2 separate regions of the Columba livia genome follow, and region 1 is linked to region 2. A link is a contact called in public Hi-C data. All regions are on one chromosome and are shown on one strand. The core of a region is the stretch at or near the end of the contact, and the rest is flanking DNA. Distances in the headings are between cores, read along the strand shown.

What was found. A called contact is a pair of places that touch in the nucleus more often than the background predicts.
Region 1: a contact with region 2 is called in a Hi-C map of crop, with 4 times the contacts expected there. The contact joins two enhancer-like sites. A contact is called at or near these places in 2 of 2 Hi-C or Micro-C datasets (crop and liver).

The regions. Positions count from the first base shown.
Region 1 is chr3:120,725,550-120,730,122 of bColLiv1.pat.W.v2, forward strand. All of the region lies in intron 3 of ACYP2 (acylphosphatase 2), which reads right to left. Among named protein-coding and RNA genes, the nearest start is that of ACYP2, 11 kb to the right of the region's middle. Within about 2 kb of position 2,427, at least 1 of the 3 cell types and tissues checked has an H3K27ac peak away from gene starts, as active enhancers do.
Region 2 is chr3:120,566,184-120,570,619 of bColLiv1.pat.W.v2, forward strand. It overlaps SPTBN1 (spectrin beta, non-erythrocytic 1), which reads right to left. Exons shown (of 36, transcript XM_065059928.1): 21 at 4,225-4,436; 22 at 3,931-4,020; 23 at 3,506-3,784; 24 at 2,587-2,717; 25 at 1,138-1,342; 26 at 610-984. Among named protein-coding and RNA genes, the nearest start is that of EML6, 17 kb to the left of the region's middle. Within about 2 kb of position 2,413, at least 1 of the 3 cell types and tissues checked has an H3K27ac peak away from gene starts, as active enhancers do.

The DNA of each region.
Region 1 (4,573 bases), core at 1,177-3,676, 160 kb after region 2:
GATCTCTTCTGAACCTAGCAGAGGCTGACTGCTGCAGCTGGCCCAGAGGGTCCACATGCAGCTACTCAACGGAATTGTTTTCAGTTCTAACTCGTGGGTTCTAGAAATTTAAGGAGACAAGCATTTACCAAAGTTTGCCTGAGCACTCATTCCAGATACAGATGGTACCTTCACAGCTGTCAATTTCAGCACCATTACAATAGTAAAAATACAATTTTTTTTTTAAGTTACTCTATATCATTACTGATGCATTTATGACATAATTAACCACAATAAATAGCATTAAGCGTGCCCTAGGCTGAGTAAGAGTAGGTCCTGAGAGCTGAATTTCACACAAAGCGGTAGATGCGTTACAGGAACTGGACAATACAGAAATCCATCAGATCTTTATCTTTGAGGGATCCTGATAGATATCCTGACATCCCTGGCACACTTCGCATACAAAGCACTTCAATCTTCAAACCAAGCAGAGATGTATCTCATTTCACTCATGCTAATATTCAGCACTTTCTGCCCCTCATTAGGAGAACATAGCAGTTCAAAGAAAGCTGAAAACACAAACAGAGACAACAGTGCTGGCAGGGTTCAGCACCGGACAGGCAGCCCTTTCCCAGCAGGTCCCACAACCACATCGTGGGGATTCCTGCCGAGCAGTCCTGGGGCCAGTATGACATAATATAGCAATTCATGCTCTCACCAAAAAATCCAGCAAAACCAAACAAAACAGCCAAATGGAGAGCAGTCATTTTGCAGAGCATCACAGGAGCCCTGTTTGCCTGAGCTGTTATAAAGCTGATCGCATCCTACCTACGACTTTTTTTTAAACGTAAGCAGACATCACAAGTGATGTTTGTGACAAACAGCAGGGAACAGCAATGTGTCCTCCTGTTCCTGAAGGCAAGCAACACTGCTCAAACAGGTTCCCAGCCAAGCAGAACACAGCACAAGCAACAGCAGCACAAAAAAATTCTGCATATATACTGGCAACCACAGACAGGTTACGGGTGTGCTTCACTGGAAAACAGGCAGCTGCCCTAGGTGTTTGAACAGATTTATCTCCAAAAGGAACTGAATTTGCACCCCAACAAACTGGTTTTCATCCAAATATGCTGCCAGTTTGCCCATGAGGGCAGCCTGAGCTTTCAAAGTTCACAGCCCCAAGACAGTTGTGCTATGCAGACTTGGTCGAGACCAACCCTTCCAACACCCCTGGCTGTGCAGCAGCCTCTGCAGAGCTCCCGTCTTTCCTGCCCCAGCTAACAGGGAAGATCTCTGTTTCCAGGTCCCAGCTCTCAGATCCGCAGCCTGTGAAAGCAGGGCAGCCCAGGGAGATCTCAAACAGGCAGCAGCTGCTTTTCTCCAACCCTCCTAGAACACTGAGCCAAACCACCTCATTTTCCTAAACTCTTAAAAATCTCCTCTCCAAAACACTGCGCCATCTACATTTAAAGATTTTAAACCTATGCAGACTGACTGTGGGGTATAGCTGTGCTGTATGAAAAGTTTCCTAGTACTGACCTTGAAATTTGATTTCAAGGAGTGGCTTATATGATACAATGAGCAGGGGAAAAAGGCTCAGGATTGGCATTTGTACAGCATAACAGGATTTCAGGTGAGGTCCTATATGGCAGATCAAACCTGCTCAGATCCAAAAATACGATGACTGAAATCTCATTAAAAGATTGCTTGGAGATTTCTGAGCAGGAATAGATTAGGTTTGTAGCTCCAGATGGTTTGTTTTCTAGTAAATATTAAAATTGTAACCTCATCTAGGTGTTCCTGCTCCAGCAGGGGGATTGGACTAGATGATCTTTCGAGGTCCCTTCCAATCCCTAACATTCTGTGATTCTGTGTGGTGTAGAGTCAAAAAGGGGAAGGAAAACTATTTGTCCAGGACCCTCTTCCATCAGAATTGTCACTGGGAGTTCAAGGAATCCTTTTTCAAACCTAATATCAGCTGCCCATTTTAAACTCTGCTTTTCTTTCATTAAGTTCTGAACACTTTCCAGGCTCTTTCCAGACTTCCTTTGTTCCTTTAGCAGCGGGGAAACAAGCAGGAAGAGCCCACAGCATCACTGCATAGGAGCACAAGTCTGAACACCGCTGGAAAGTACTTAAAGTACACAGCAGAGTATTCATTATAGATTAAAACAGTCAGCTGTTTCACCCCAACTACAGAAAAAAACACCACAAAGAATAACCGCTCTGAAAAGAAAGCCTCTAATCCAGTAACACACAGTGAACGCAGTAAATCAACTCAAGAGCAAAAGGATGTGAGATCAAGCCCAGTGCCTCCTCCAAGTTTATATAAATTATTCTCTGTAAAGAGGCTTCAGGATCCCCTTCAGAGGGGCCACATAAAACAAAGGCGAAGATACAAGAAGTACTGTTAACTCTGCAGGATAGTTGGTAACATCCAGCACAGTTCAAGGGGAAGATCTCAGGGTACCACATTAACCAAATAAACGCTATTTCCCTGGAATGCAAGACGAGGGAGTGGAGGGAAGAGATGGGAAAAAAAACAAGGTAAAATTGAGTTATACATCAGTACGTCCAGCCTCTCTGAACTTTTCACTCAAGTGCCTCTGTGTCCTTTCCCATAGCAGCCTTCTGGGTATATCAGGGCTGGCTCAAATGCATCCAAAAACCCAAACCACTTCCTTGGCTGTACAAGTGTCCCCTGCAGGATCATTTCCACCATTAATCTAAGTTAATGTGCAAAGAAGTGTTACAGTTTCTTCTCCTAAATAAAACCTAGATTGAGCTGAGTTTTTTAAAAAATCCTTTTAAAATGGAGAAAAAACTCAACATGCAGACTAAAACCTGTTCACTTTATATCTCAACACAAATTGCATATTAACATCTAGAGTTCTGCTCAAGGAACCCAGTTAGTCTAAATATGGAGGGTTTTTTTACTAGCACTTAGTTCCATTTCATGCCATTATGGCTATTCTCCGCAAACAATTAAAAACTATATTGAGGAAAAACGTATTTATTCAATGCCAGTTGGTACAGACAGGAACCTTGGATACACCTGACTAATGGAACAGAGAGAATGGCAGTTGTGATATTAACTAATGCAGAGCTTCCTTCTCCCCTTTTACATTGTAAAAATCTACATTTTTTCTATGCAAATACACACTAAAGTAATTTTCAAGTCTCATGTCATTTATGTGTTTAATATTTCTTCTTCTTGCCCAACATCAATATTAAAAATTAAAACATTCAAATTAAATTAGGGCTAATTTACTAATTAAAAAACACCTCCAAGACAAGCAATCTATATTTCATAACATGTCTTTCTACAAAGACAGGAAGAATAATTTCTGTGCTCTTGGGTCTAAAAAACATCCTAAGATTTTACGTTTTGATGCGTTACCCTGGTTTGAAATCTTTGATTTTTGGAATAAATTCTGAACACTACAAGATTCTTATATTCCTTTAATAATGGATAACTAAGTAATTGGTCATCGTTTAAAGTTCCAAAAATTCTCCCAGGAAGGTGATTTCTAGCCCATCAATGCAAGTTGCTATGGCAACAACCACAACGACTACAAAGGCTCTAACCTTATTTGATGAATAAAATGGAAAAGAATATCACAAGATACTACGATGAAATACCCTGTGCTACAAGTCTTGCTGGAAAAAAAAAAAGACACAAAAGGACTACCTCCTCTACCCCATTTAACAATATCCAGGCTGGCAAAAACAACCTCAGCTTACCATAAAACCTTATTTCATTATGTTTTAGAAATGTTGCGACTCCGCTTTTCTTGGACTTCAGTATTCTTGGTCTTACAGACCAGTAAAAGACCAAAAATGAGCTTTTAGTATCCAAGGAGAAGGGGTGTTATCTATGCGGAGCAGTAGCAGCAAACAGACAGGGCTATAAAATACAGCAGGAAAAAGGTATTGAAGAAGATGGATTCTGCCATAAGTATCTAAAAATAGATTTGCTTCAAATGAAGTATTTATAGGTGAAAGTATCTACAGAACAAACAGCTCCATCTAGAGGTTACAGAGCAGGGCATATTAAAGCAAACTTACAGGGAAAAGATGCCTTCCAGCACTGCAACAAACATGCTGATCTGTGTTCAGCACAAAGTGAATGCTCCAATAAAGAATGCAACTTCTTGCACATGCAACACTTTTCAGGCCCAAACCCTTCATACTTACCTATCATTTTCCACTTTTTCCTTCCAGAGTCAGAATGTCCCTGCTAAATTGTTAAATGCTCCAGAAGAAACTATTTTGCATGTCGTCTTTTGAAGTAATTAGTCATAATCATATTTTATGTCTGCAGGGAAACAATTACTTCCACACTTTAGGACAAAATCCAGGCTCCAGCACAACTGCTGAAGAAACTCCAGCAGGCTTGGGGAAAACCTACCCAAGACTCTCCAAAGATCACCAGTCACCCGGCCAACTGATTTTCTCTAACATACCCTCACTTCACTGGAGAAGTTGAAATATGGACAGTCAACTCCAGCTCTCCTGCTTTAAATCTTATTTTCTCCACTTTATACCAGTTCTGGTCACTATCTCAAATCTATACTTGCATTACAATAATGCT
Region 2 (4,436 bases), core at 1,163-3,662:
TCTGAAGATGTTAAGAAAAATCCAAACTTGTATTGCAAATTTTCTCTGGTACATTAAAAATTATTTATGGATTTAGTGTCAGTCCAATGCCTTTCAGATACTGACTAAAGAGACAATATGTTAAGTCAAATGAACGTTTTTCCCTTTGAACGTAAGTTGTTTTTCAAATGTATCAGCCACAAAGGTGCTCTGAGGAGCCGCAGGGTGTCACCCCCAGCCTCTGCAGCCACTGTGTTCCTGCACACACACGCTGGGACGGCCAGGGTGCACCACAGCTTCTTGCTTTATTTTAAATCAATACCCAAGTTCTCTGCCTTTATGATTTCTTTTGCAACATGGCCAGCAAATAGAATAACATTCAACAATTACCTACATATTCAGAAATCTGTGCACTTATGGATTTCTATTTTAGATAAACTAATTCACCTAATGCAATGACACAGAAGCAGAGAGAGAGATAAGTAACGAGGCAGATGAGGTTATTTCCACAGAAATACATTGTAAAGCAGCTGCCAGCACGTTCTCCCAGGCACGGAGGGGCCAGAGGCAGCACAGCTCCACGGCTCCGGTTCCTACACCCGTTCCCAGCGCCGTTCGCCTGCTACACACCTGCGTGCCGAGCGCCTGGATATCGTGCTCAAACGTTGTGTGCATTCTCTGCAGTGTTTCCACTGTGTTTTGGTCTCTACCGAGCTCTTCAGGCAGCTTCTTATGTTTGTCTTGAATACGTCCTAAGATCTCCTTGGCATCATGGTAAAATTTGTGCAGTTCATAAGAGGCTGCTAGAATTTGTGTTCTCGTGTCAATGAGCTCCAGGAGATCAGCCCAGGCCTCGTTGAGTCCGTCCTTCCACTCTGCGATTGTCGCAGCGTCCGAGTGTCCGGAGTTGATGAGTTCGTCTGCCATGTGGTTAACGGTGTCAACCCGCTCCTGTCCAATGTTTCCAGTGTCTCGCGCGAATTCTCGGAATCGCTCCTGTAGCATCTGAAATGCAGAGAAAACAGAGTCGTGCAGTGATGTGATTACAAACTGACCTGGGCAAACCAAGCAAGACAGCCGCCCCTTTATATTAAGCATCGGCTGTGTGCAGCATCCAGAAAAGGAAGGTCAAGCAGCATCCAGGCCCAAAGAACTTACTGTTACATGTTCGTAATCCTGTCCCAGCTCGTGGGATCCGGCCACCACCTCCCTCTCAGCGATCCACTGCTCCAGGTCGTCCACCTCGCGGTTCAGCTGGAACAGCCTGTGCCTCTCGTCCAGCTTGCCCCGGCGCTCTTCGGCCAGGTCCTTCAGGCCCGCATACAGCTTATCCACTTTGGACTGGCGCATGCTGATGCGCTCACTGGAAAACAACAGAGAGCATTGAGTCCTCCCCGCCTTTTACGAATAATAAAAGTAAATGGGAAAAAAAAACAAAACCAACAAACCTACAAGGAATAAAAATCACTCTTGGGGTATTTGATCCACAGAATGCACGTCTGCTGCATGCACGACTCGGACACGCTGCACCGAGCCTCCGCTGGCACAGCTGACTGCACCAGCTGCAAAACTCCTCTGCCCTGTACATACAACCCCCCGGCTTTGAAGATTGAAGCTGGGAACCCAGCTCTACATTTGTTTGACCACAGATCACATCGGGGTCTTCTCCCAAAATTACAGGCAGGATCTGAGCTGCTGAAGCAAGTAGGATTGGGTTTTCACTTCAATTCTGCTTTGAATTTCAGGAGTACTCATGGGTTTCTTACTCCCTAAAGCATTTCCAAAAGTGATTAATATTTCTACTTGTCATAACTTTTACCTATATTTTGCCTGAGCCATATAGCCCTGTCAAATGGCCTTCCCTCCAGTACTCAGCTCAGCCAGGAAATTATCACGACCACAAGAGAGTGCTTTTGAGCTAAATAACAATCTCCCACAAGCACCCACAGGCAGGAAGAGTCTTCCCTAAGTTAGTCCTATCTTCCTATCTGCAAAGGCAGAGCAGTTATCAAAATACATCAGCCTGACAGTCAAATCAACCTTGCAGTCCAAGCCAGTGGAGAATTCTGTTTGCTTAGCTGCAGCTCTTACAGCAACACAGTTCTTAAGGTTCCTGAATTCTCTCTCTCTCAGATAAATTTACCAAACCCAAGGCTTTGAAGTGCCCATGTTTAAAGCCTCAGATTTCAGTCTCTGATTCCACTAGAATCTCCAAGAGAGGAGGCAGATCTTGGTGAGCGCTGCCCTCAACCAGAAGGATCAATGACTGCGACCCTCTGGGCTGGACAAAAGCGTTGGCTGAAGGAGCATGTGGACTCTTGTCTCTCAGGACTGCTGGCAGGCTCAGCAGTGCAGGCAGATCTGACACCACCAGCCTGTATACGTGATACAACGGGTATATACTGAAGGTGTCCAGTACCATCCAGAAATCAGCAGCTGCACGTACTGGTCCTGGCCAGGACCCCGTCTCTGGCCAAATCAGGGTGGTCCAACAGGCATCCTGAATGGAGTGAGGGTGAACTGTAGTCTTTGTGTGTTAGAACAACTCAATGGAATGACCGAACTGCTAAAAGAACTCCTGATCTAATTAGACATGGCAGTTAATACCTTTCTGGGTGATTATCTGCCACCAAAGTTCTGCTGGTCTTTGACAGCTGGTGCACAGTCTCAGCATAGTCTTCTACAGCCTGTTCCAAAATCTGGTGTTTCTTCAGCATGGACACCGCACTCTGTTCATCCTGCAATGGCGACCAAAAATGCCAGTCAAGTCCCTGCTCCAGAGGAAGACACCACACAGCAAGCACAACTTGGCGTGCAAGCAAAAAGCGGTAGCCAAAAAGATTTATTAAGAACTGCTCCCAAGTACAACTGCAAGACAAGTTGTCCTGACAATGGTATATTAATAGCTGGGTTTACAGCAAATGGTACCAGCAGAAAGCAAAATAACAAGTGAAAGAGCGAATGCAACAGCCCCTCTGGGATGCAGAACAAAATTACATCAGCTGTGCACTGAGCATGATGAATTTCCTCTTCTATGAAGCTCTTTGTGTGTTTACACAACACTGGTGATTGTGCAGGGCTCAGAAAAATGGAACAGTTTTAGGCACATCTCTTGTCGGGCTTTTCAAGGACAGCCTGGGTCAAAGGAAAGCAATCCTGGGGAGCCCACGCCAAAGGATTCTCCAGCAAAGTGTGTGGACAAATTCTGATCCAAACTTGTTATGAGTTGTTGTGATTAAGAAAAACAACCCCCAGCTCTCAGCGTTAACTGGTGTTGTTGATAAGCAAAGGAAGGCACACAGTTGCCAGCCACAGTCTGAGGATGCTTAACTGGTTTGGTACAGTAAGGCCTATCCTCCACACCATCAGGTGTCACAACAGATAGAAGAGATGATCACTTGAAGTTTCACAAGGGAATTAGACTTGTTTGTGTTACTATCACATTAGTGACAGTTCCAATTATGTCACCTCTTCCCCTCTAGCTGAGCAATAAAATCCAAACTAGTGTCACTGTGGAGCTGCTCACCTTGGCTTTCTCTTCTGACATCATGTAGAGCTCCTGCTCGCTCATCCAGGCCTCCGCCTCGGCAGCATCAAAGTAATACTGCTGCGCTCTGTGAGACTCCTCCAGGCGCCTGTGGCGTTTCTCGGTCTCCTCGATGAGGAGGTTCCACAGCTGCTGCAAGTCCGCAAGCCTCTGCTGAATCGCTTCAGCATTAGGGCTACTCTCTGTGATGATGTTCTGACTCCTCTCAAAAATGTCATCGATACGAGGCTGATGTCCCTGAATTTCCTTCTGAAGGGTCTACATGGGGAGAAGCAGATTGATGAGACACTGTACTGAGAAAGGCACTTCTGAAGCACCACCATGTTACCCCAAGCCTTTCCTTCCTGCATTAGTCAGCACTACGGAGAAATGAAAGGTGTGGAGCTTGAACAGCACCTACTCACCTGATTTTTCTTTATTAGTAGCTGCACGGTCTGAAGGTTGTGTCCATGATCAGTAGATGTAGCTATAGGCATCCTCTCTCCGACCCACAGCTGGAAGTAAGAGGAGAAAAGCACGTTTGATTTCAAGATACAGCTGGGGCAGCAGAGAGGGGCTGGTGCACACCAGACGCAAAAAGCAGCATCACTCAAACATGTTACTGAGAGACATGATCAAGAGATTTCTTCTTGTGAGAGCGCTGCAATAGCTGTGACATTTTCCTGTTGTCTAGGGAGGAAGATTTCTTTTATACTCACGATTTCGTCTTCCACGTCCCGGTTGAACTGGTGGATCTCTTTGGAGGCCAGCAGGTTTGCCTTTCTTTCGTTCAAAGGTTCCAACAGCTCCAAAAATTTCTTTTCTACAGTAAGGCGCTTGCCGTCTACTTCATCTGTGCTCTTCCCTTCTTGACTTAAAGCCCGTGCCTGGCTTTGCAGCTCCTCGATCTCCTTCTTTCGGACATCCATTT